2 separate regions of the Mus musculus genome follow, and region 2 is linked to region 1. A link is a contact called in public HiChIP or PLAC-seq data. All regions are on one chromosome and are shown on one strand. The core of a region is the stretch at or near the end of the contact, and the rest is flanking DNA. Distances in the headings are between cores, read along the strand shown.

Region 1 (4,578 bases), core at 1,275-3,774:
TTAGGCAGAAAACTAATATAATCTGACATGAAAGTGAAGAGCCACAGTACTCTGATACTGCAATGATGGAAACATCTGCTGTCTTAGAAATGTGTATCTACGAAATGATTCCCCATCTGCCTGGAGTTAGATGTTTTCCTGCCACAGCTTCTAATTATCTTTGTGTAGTGCTGAGTCCATTATATTATGGGTTGAGAAATAAATAATGTGGTTCTCTCGACTTACTGTTTCGCTTTCTGTGGTGCTAGGATTGGAGCCTGAGCCTCAAGCACAGAGGGCAAGAACTTCAATACTGGGTTATACACCAAGCCATTCTTTTCTTAATTGATAGGGCTATGATATACTTGTCCATATAAAACACTGAAGGCATGTGAGATAGTTTTCATGTTGGGTCATCTTTCTGTTTTCCTATTTATGATTTAAACTAGAGATGGAATGTAAGTTGAAATAGTTTGAGTGCCCATGATGCACCTCTGACTGCACAATCTCTTTAATGTGCTCACAGGAAGACTATAATGGAAATTATGTAATGGTTTTGACATCAGAAAGGCCTGAATTAAATCGGGACTATAAAAATAAACTAGGTTCTAAGACGAAACAAATTTCAAAAATGTACCAGCTTTGGATTGAGGGCTTCAAATTGATTATTGTCTCCCTTAGCAACTTGCAGGCCCCAATGAGGCAAGAATGTGAAAGCTTTAAAAAGTTGTGTGCAAAAAACTAAGGCTGCAAAAATCAAACAAAGTAAGCTCGTGGAAATATGTGGTAGACCATGAAGTACAAGTTATTATTATATAACAATTTGTAGTCTACAAGGACAGCAATTCATGAGAGTACACGTAAATGCTTATTTAAAAGCTGCGATTCTTGTATACTGACTCACTGAAGTTTTAGTCTTAAAAAAGAATGTTATCCATGAAAGCTGGACCAACTACCCGCTTCTGAAAAAAGGAATTTATCTTAGCTTCAATGGGGGTGGGGGGGACATATAAAATGTTTTCCTCTTCAAAAACAGGCCTTCTTTTAGCATATGACCTTAAAGCAGGTCACCCTTCCTGTCTGGAACTTTGCTTCCTAACAATATGTCAGGCACTATATTGGATTTTCTGCACACACTGCTTAACTGGATTTGTCACACTGATAAAGTAGCAATCACTCCCATCTTACAGTTAAGGAAACGAACACACAGAAAGCAGTAGGAAACCAAGTCCCACAGTGCTCTGTCTATCTCTGAAGCGTCTTCCTCTGTCTCAAACCTTCCCCTATCCAGCACACTTTTTCTAAGATAATCATGCTCTCAATGAACACACTCATCTCTGGTTAGTTTTTGTGATACAAAGATATGACTTAGTAGTCCTCTAAGGTAAAGATGTATTTATTGATTGTTAATTTGCTTGCATCTTTTAACTCCTTACTATAATACTTTAAAAATGAAGAAAAGACAACTCAGTCTAGCTATAAAAAACCCACACATTAAGGCACAGAAAATGCACAGTGCTCTTAAAAAACGGTTAAACTCATAGAAACTGCGTGAACGCGTTTCTAACCAAAGCTTCAACGAGTTCTAAACGGCATTTTGAATATATGTACAGATTTTTTCCTCTTCAGTAAATATTAAGACTCTTAGAAGTCACTGGCCCCACTGTGAATCTGAAAATAGGCGATGAAGTGAAGACACTCTTCCACCTGAACATTGAATTTATTCGGTTTTTCTAACAGCGATTTCTGGTGTAGCGTAATATTCTGACTGTCACCATAATCACTACTTGCCTCTTCAGACTATGCTACTTGAAACATGTTTTCATAACAGACTTAACGTTACTAGAGATTGAAATTCATCTACAGAGCCCAATAGAAGGTAGAACTACCTACGGTATCAGAGAAAGAAGAATCCGGGACCAGGGGAAGCACCGTGAGACGTTCGACGTTCTCTTTACCAGCCTGTCCCAAGCATCCTTTCGTGTCACACACTGCGCTAGAAGTCACACAGACAGACAAGACAGACATACAGACAGACAGACAGACACACACACACACACTATCCTGGACTCTAACACCACTACCAGCGAGCTGAAATCCCGCGGCCACCAAACTTTGCTCAATCTATTTACGGATAATTGAACTGCCGACCACATAAGAATCAGGTAGAGAATCACAGATTCAGACTCAACCCCCGAAGCCCATGGGGAAGCCGCCTCCCGCCCGGGATCCCAGGCGGCGCGGGGCAGCAGGTCTCGGCCTCGCTCACCTCTTCCACCTCGATCTCCTTGTAGTCGATCTCTTCGAAGTTCAGGACCTGCGACGGCGCTTCGATCATCTCACTGGCAGAAGACGAGGAGGAGGACGAGGCGGCGGAGGCTGTCGACATGATCCCCCGCGGCGCCCGGGGGGCCGCGCCCGCCCTCCGGCTCGCGCAGCGCCCTTCAGCCCGGAGCCCCGCAGCCCCGCCGCCCGGCGCTCCGTGGCGCGGGACCGACCCGGGCCACCGCCGAGTCCCGGCTTCGGCTCCTCAGCGCTTTCCGTCGCCGGGCCCCGCCCACCACACTTCCAGTTCCGGTTTGAACTCGGAACTGGGAGGGAGGAGGCGCGCCTGCCGGACCCGAGCGGGGAATTTCCTGACCCGGGGAGCGAGTGAGGGAGAAGCCGGGGTAGGGGCGGAGTGGAGGAGGGCGAGCGCGGAGCCGTGGGCCCGAGGAACAGGTTTCGCGAGACTTTTGCGAAAGGGCCTCGGCGGCAGGAGGATACCGCGAGACTGGACGCCGTGACGTAGTAAATGTGCGCGATCGGAACTGGCGCGGAGCGAGCCCGAAGGCGGACCGGTTGGTCCTGCGGGATCCAGCGGGAAAGATGAACTCCGTCGCTTTCTGCCTGTTTCTTTTGAGCCGCGTCGTGCCTTCCCCTGCTCTGTGCTGGGCGGTCTGCGGTCAGGCAGCCTAGGGTTTGTCTTGTGCTCATTGGGCACCTCTTCATGTCGGGTTTTCAGCCGTGAGCCCGTTACTTTTTTAAGCGGAACCCCGAGCTGGCGAGGGGGTTCGGGAGCAGCGGTTAGCGCGCGCCATCGGGGGGAGCACCGTGACGCGTGAGCGCTCACTAATGGAAGTTAGCATCGTAGAGAGACACCAGTGGCGTTTTACACACTTCCTAAGGCAGTTCAGATGGCTTCGCTTTGTCACCTTCCCGAGGCTGTCGTCCACAACAGCCCCGAGGGTTTGGTTTGAGAATCCGTGGACACACCAAGACGACGGATTTTAAGAGGAGCCACTATGCCTCAGAGCTATAAGGAGAGTCACGCTTCATTGTCCTTAATGTTTATGTACAGCATTTTGGCGACCTTTGAGGACATTGTCTTTGAAGGACTAATGTCTCTGAAGGATTGTTGAGTTTAAGGGAGATCATAGGGTGGTTCCTGAAGACTACCCAACAAGATTAGGATTGCTACGGTAAAGCCCCATATTCCGGGGTTACTAGAGTTAAGATAACTTAATTGGAAACAAAGTTAATAGTCTAATGTCTAGGAAAGGACGAAGGGCACAGGCTTGAACCTTAGGCAAAGATCCACTGCTAGTTTAACCTAAGATACCTTTATAGGAAGGAATGTTGCCTTTGTGTCGGCAGTCTTCATAGCAAATGTTGGTTGTACTGAGATTATTTATTTATTTATTTTTAACCCGATGAGGAGTTTCAACTTCGAATAAGGGGCACCTTTCCCTATTTATGGTCTCATAGCTTTTCCTTTCCTGCCTTTAATGCTAGTGCTGTATGCTTACTAAATACTCAGCAGTAGCATGGCAATTCAAGTTTGAGTGTCACAAGTTAGGTCAGAGAACCCCAAGATGGAAGGTATTGCCCATGTTGTATGACCAACACGATTTTAAATTTAAGCTAGGTGCTGAGTTTTAGTTGATTTGACTGGAAACCAGTGGAACCATTGGAGTTAAAATTAGTGACCAAGGATGCGCTCTTGAGAATGTCAAGTCCTGCGCTTCCTAACAGGCTGAAAGGAGGGGAGAGAGAGGGATCCCAATTTCACTACACGGGAGCTTTCTCATAGAACAACAATCTAGGATAATGTAAAAAAAAAAGAGTAAATTGAACATGTTTGCAAGTAGATCATTGTATTTGACAGGAAGCTACTGTGAGCTACCATTCTCATTTTGTAAGTCATAGTCACAGTGACAAACAATAGTTTCTTCCTGCTGCACTCACTTTCTAGGCAGTTTTACCCAGGGTCTTGGCTTTCAGCATCACTGTTATGACAATGATTTCTGATGTATTCTGAATACTAAATTTTTACCGAGTTTTGGACCTGTTGGGCACCTGTATCTATCAAAAGATGCAATCTAAATGCCTAAGCTCACATATCAGAGTGGTAATTCACCATGAGGCTTATGAATGCCTGGGATGAAACTTTCTGGGTTGGCTGGGTGGGAATGGGTTGGGATTCAGGATTAAGATATTTGAATCTCGAGGGCAGTGGTGGCCTTTAATCCTAGCACTTAGGAGGCAGAGACAGGTGTATTTCTGAGTTTGAGGCCAGCCTGGTCTACAGAGTGAGTTCCAGGACAGCCAGGGCTATAC
Region 2 (4,578 bases), core at 1,197-3,696, 47 kb before region 1:
CTGGACAGGAATCTTGGTGAGGTTTTGCTACTATAAGTGTTTAACTTACCCAAAGTAGACAGTACACACCCCTTGCTAAACATAGTTCTAAATTATATGACACAGGGAAAAGCTGCTCATTTAATTTTTAAAATGAAACTATAAACCTGACTAGGCCATACCAGGTATCTATAAATACTGAAAACATAGTTTGTGAAGACAGTAAACTAACTTCAAAATTTCAGTTTAATTGGTACTTTTTTCTTTCTTTTTGTTTTTGACACAGGTTTCTTTGTGTAGCCTTGGCTACCCTAGAACTCTCTTTGTAGACCAGTCTGCTCTTGATGTCATAGAGATCCGCCTGCCTCTGCCTCCTGAGTGCTGGGATTAAAGGGGTGTGGCACAACAACCTGCTTAATTTCAAACAACTTCATTTTCCAAGGTCTATGAGACCACCTTCCTTCCCTTCTGTTGTACTAAAACACAGAACAAGATCTTCCTTAGATACAGTGCTTGCGTGTGTGCTAAGACATCACAGTACTGTGCTCTCATGAGAAAACTATCCCTCCCTTTGCACAGGTATTTTTAATCCGCCATTATGATAAACTGAGCTATTTACACTGGAGTTTTAATAAACTAAAAGGATTTCAAATGTCTATGCATTTGAAATAAAGTCTCTCATGAGGTATGAAAAGTTGCCAAATAGATTTCTCACTTGGACACATATTCTGTGTTTTAAAAACCAGAGGCTGACACTCAGGAAATAACTCTAACAGCTGACAAAAGGGATCTCATCAACTTCCAAAGCTTCTTCACAGCAAAAGAACAGCTAAGCTGGGCGTGCTGGCCTTTATCCCAGCACGTGTGAGCAGAGACAGGCGATTAGCTGTGACTTTGAAGCCCACAGGGTCTACCATAGTAAGTTTTGAGGCCAGAAGTAATATACACACTGTGAGATCCTGCTCCTCCTACAAACCAACCAACCAACCAACCAACCAACCAACCAACCAACCAACCAACCACTAACAAGTTAAATACAGTCTATAGAGTGGGGGGAAAAGTCTTTCATGGCTGTGTATGTATATTTATAATAAAAATAAAAGAACAAAAATAAAACCCTGAAGAAAGCAAGCAGCCAATCAAATCAGTACGCAGACTAATGATTAGACAGTTCTCAAAAGATGTAATACAAGTGGCTAATAAACACAAGAGAAATGGCCTGGTCAAAACCAGCCCTGATTAGGTCCTAGGTCCTAGAGAGGAGTCTAATGTTATCTTGCTATATTAACATGTTATCAACCTGCTTCTAAATAGTGATATTTATTCCTATGGATTAGAGTGGCTTTCAACCCTGGCTAGAGAAGATTCTTTTTGAAGTTGTAGTATTTAACTCAGGGAGGGAGGGAGGGAGGGAGAGAGAGGTTAAAGTGTTAAGGATCAGTAACTGTGAGTGCTCAGTCCTAAGTGGGACAGCTGTATCAACAACCTAAGAAGGCTCAGGGAATATCACAGAAGAGGAGAAAAGAATCCAAGAACCAGAGGATCTCAGGAGGCGGTGAAATGCTGGCTGATGGACAGGGTCTAGGTATTCCACTCATCAATCCATTGCAGCTGTGGCTACCCACACAAGATCAGCCAATCAATAAACCAGCATAGAAGGCGAAGAGGCTCATGAGGCCCCACCCTTAGCTGAGCAAGTGATAGCTGCTGGAGGAAGGGGAGTTACAAGCATTTTCCTTGGAGGGGTGTGGCTGCTGCTAGGTTGCCCAAGCGTGGTGGCTGATCCAAACCCTAGGGTTTTGGGGAACAGTAACTGGATTCAGTGGGTCACAAAAAGAAGACAAAGGAGGAAGGGGCATTGGGGAATGGATCCAAAAGGAGTAGGATAATCATGTTGGGGATGTTCAAGATATATTGTATACATGCATGAAACTGTGGAAGAATAAAAGATACTCTTATGAGGAAAACATGGAAATTGCTCAACCTCACTAGCCACTGGGGAAAAATGCAAATTGGAACTTTGCTGTAATCTCACTTCAGCTGCCAGAAGAGTACCCTTATGTACACTGCTGGCAGAAATGTAAACTTGTCAGCCATTGTGAAATCACTACAGAAGATCCTCAAAACATTAAAAACACTAAAATAGGCCCCTGGATGTTTACCCAAAGGACTTCTGTTCGACAAGCGCATCACAGCAGTACTTCCACATCCATGTTTACTGCAGCGCTATACATAACAGCTGAGCTACAGAACTCACTGGGATGGCCAACAACAGAGGATAAAGAACATGCCACAGGTATACACAATAGAGTTTCCAGTGTGTCCTTTGTAGGAAAATGGATGCAACTGGAAACAAGTTAAACTGGTCTTAGAAAAGTATTTGTTTTCACTCCTTTGTGGTTCTTTAACTTTACAGATACATAGAATCACGTTTGTGTAAGACATCAAAGTAGAAGTGAAACTGTCTAAGAGGAACAATGAGGACTAAAGGAAGGAGGGTGGGTGAAAAGAGTGGTACGGGGTATGTTCATTATGCATGAGATACTTTTGTGAAAATGTCCTTTCACGACACAGTCATGTATCAGGAATACACACAATGGAGACTAAACGCAGATCTGAGACATATTTGGGAGGAGTTGGAGTAGGGTTCGAGATGGTCTAAATATACTGTATTCACGTATAAAACATTATTAATAAAAAGTAGAAAGTCAAGTAAAGATGCTGGTGGTCATTGTTAGCGATATGGGAATTGTAGTTACTGAAAAGGTCCAACAGGAACAATCATGATACAAAAATCACAGAGTGAAGTACAAGAACACATGCTTCCAACTGGAAAAATCTGACTATTTTTAATATACGTGTTTAGTATGTGGGAGGGAAAAACACACACAGGGTAAAGCACTTAGTCTCTGCCATAACACTCCAAGGGCATTTCGAAAGCTACTGCCAAGTGGTTGATTTTATAAACATGAAGATCTAAATAATGACATCATGCTTGTCTTTGTAAAGATTAATGCCTCAAGTCAATCCATTTTGTATTACAAGGAACTAGACTGGTCACCTGTGGAATCATCAGGGGTCCACGGGTGACTGCGAGCTGGCTTCTCTGAGGTTGGTCCTGAGGTAGTGATCATTCTGACACTAGGGCTGGATGACCGGCTGCTCACCTGTGAAGAAACGGTAGGAGGAAAAGCTGTCACTTTTTTCTTTTTTTAAAAAAGAATTACAAGACACATCTTCACATCCAATAAGAGGCAAACATTTTCAATTTTTACTAGTAGATGCCTAAGACTCTTGAAAGCAGCATTCTAAGTATATAGTCAGTGTATATCAAATTCACTATGCATTCATACATAGCATCTCTTCAAAACTTACAGAGAAATAAAGCCCACAAAACAAAAGCGGACGGGTAGCCCTTAAGCTGCCAATGCTAAGACTTTACAACCCTGGATCGTCTGTTATGTTGAGGAACTAGTAACAGAGCCACCAATTCTCTGTAGGATGAGAAGGCCTGCTTAATCCCCGCTCAAAGCCAAGGCTCGGGAATGCTTTGTTCTGTGGGAAAGAGAAAACTAGCAAAAAATGAAAAACCTTCCAATAAAAGCAGTTGGCAAGCCCAGCATGGTGGCAGACAGCTGTGATCAGCACTTGGAGGCAGAAGCAGGAGGAACATGAAAGTCCCTTGTACAGGGACACGAAATGAAGGAAGACAGAACTGAGCGACAGTATGAGAAATGAGACAGACGCATGTCCCATGTTTCACATGGTCAGATATGGTCAAATTCCAGAAAACAGACAAGCAAAAAATAGAAGTGGCCTCCCGAGGGAAATGGCAGCTACAGGTGAAGTGTCCCTAAGTCAACAGATCTGAAATTAGAAATGCTTTGAAACCTGAAACTTCCAGTGCTCACAAGATGCCACAAGTAGAAACTGTGTACCTAACAAACACCTCATGTGACTGAAGCCATCATTTAAGTGACCTGCAGGCGATGCATATTGTACAGAGAAAACAAATGCATGGCAAGTTCAGGCCTGGGCCTTATGAGCCAGGTGTCCCATCACATACATGTGTATATTTCAAAATCTGGAAGAAAAACCCTCAAAGCCAGAAACACAACCCATTTCATGCTTTTCAGAAGAAATATTCAACACGCACTCACAAACCATGAGCTTCAGCCACCACGGAAGCCAGAGAATGCTGGCAGAAGACTGCCCGCAGCCTGGAACAGTGAAGAATGTGCTCAGAACAGCATCTGAAATGATAAGCCTCACCTTACCTACCTCACAAACTCCTACAACAGGAATGTCTAAGCAGGAACTTTACTTAACAAGAATTTTTTTTTTTTCCTGGACCAAAGGGCTAAAATTCAGTTTCCTTGAAGAAAATCCTGATAAGAATGGGTACTAGTCTTCTCCATACTGAAAACAGTAGGTAAGAAGACAGTAATGAACTTACAAAACTACCAAACAACACAGAAATATAATCTACAGCATCATAAAACCAGGATAAGCAAGAACATTGCTTTTAAAATGCTTGGGTTTTTCAGGAAAAGCAGGCTTGGTACAAATGTTAAAATCTCCAAGGTATTTACTACAAGT

The links. HiChIP or PLAC-seq counts read pairs in DNA pulled down with a chosen protein or histone mark.
Region 2: a contact with region 1 is called in an H3K4me3 HiChIP or PLAC-seq map of bone marrow-derived macrophages, with 2.6 times the contacts expected there. The contact joins the enhancer-like site here to the promoter of Map3k7 in region 1. A contact is called at or near these places in 1 of 39 promoter capture datasets (pre-B cells), 1 of 15 datasets of contacts at CTCF or cohesin (CD8 T cells), 4 of 484 Hi-C or Micro-C datasets (the MC38 cell line, embryonic stem cells, nephron progenitors and 1 more), 7 of 115 datasets of contacts at active chromatin or transcription factors (the SCID.adh cell line, bone marrow-derived macrophages, embryonic stem cells and 2 more) and 3 of 9 other capture datasets (adipose tissue, liver and pancreatic islet).

Annotation. Positions count from the first base shown.
Region 1 is chr4:31,962,053-31,966,630 of GRCm38.p6, reverse strand. Map3k7 (mitogen-activated protein kinase kinase kinase 7) reads right to left here and starts at 2,524. Exons shown (of 16, transcript NM_172688.3): 1 at 2,249-2,524. The coding sequence starts at 2,368.
Region 2 is chr4:32,008,884-32,013,461 of GRCm38.p6, reverse strand. It overlaps Map3k7 (mitogen-activated protein kinase kinase kinase 7), which reads right to left. Exons shown (of 16, transcript NM_172688.3): 13 at 3,041-3,146. Among named protein-coding and RNA genes, the nearest start is that of Map3k7, 47 kb to the right of the region's middle. Within about 2 kb of position 2,446, at least 41 of the 459 cell types and tissues checked have an H3K27ac peak or open chromatin away from gene starts, as enhancers often do. A contact at or near this core is called in adipose tissue, bone marrow-derived macrophages and microglia, where this site is marked.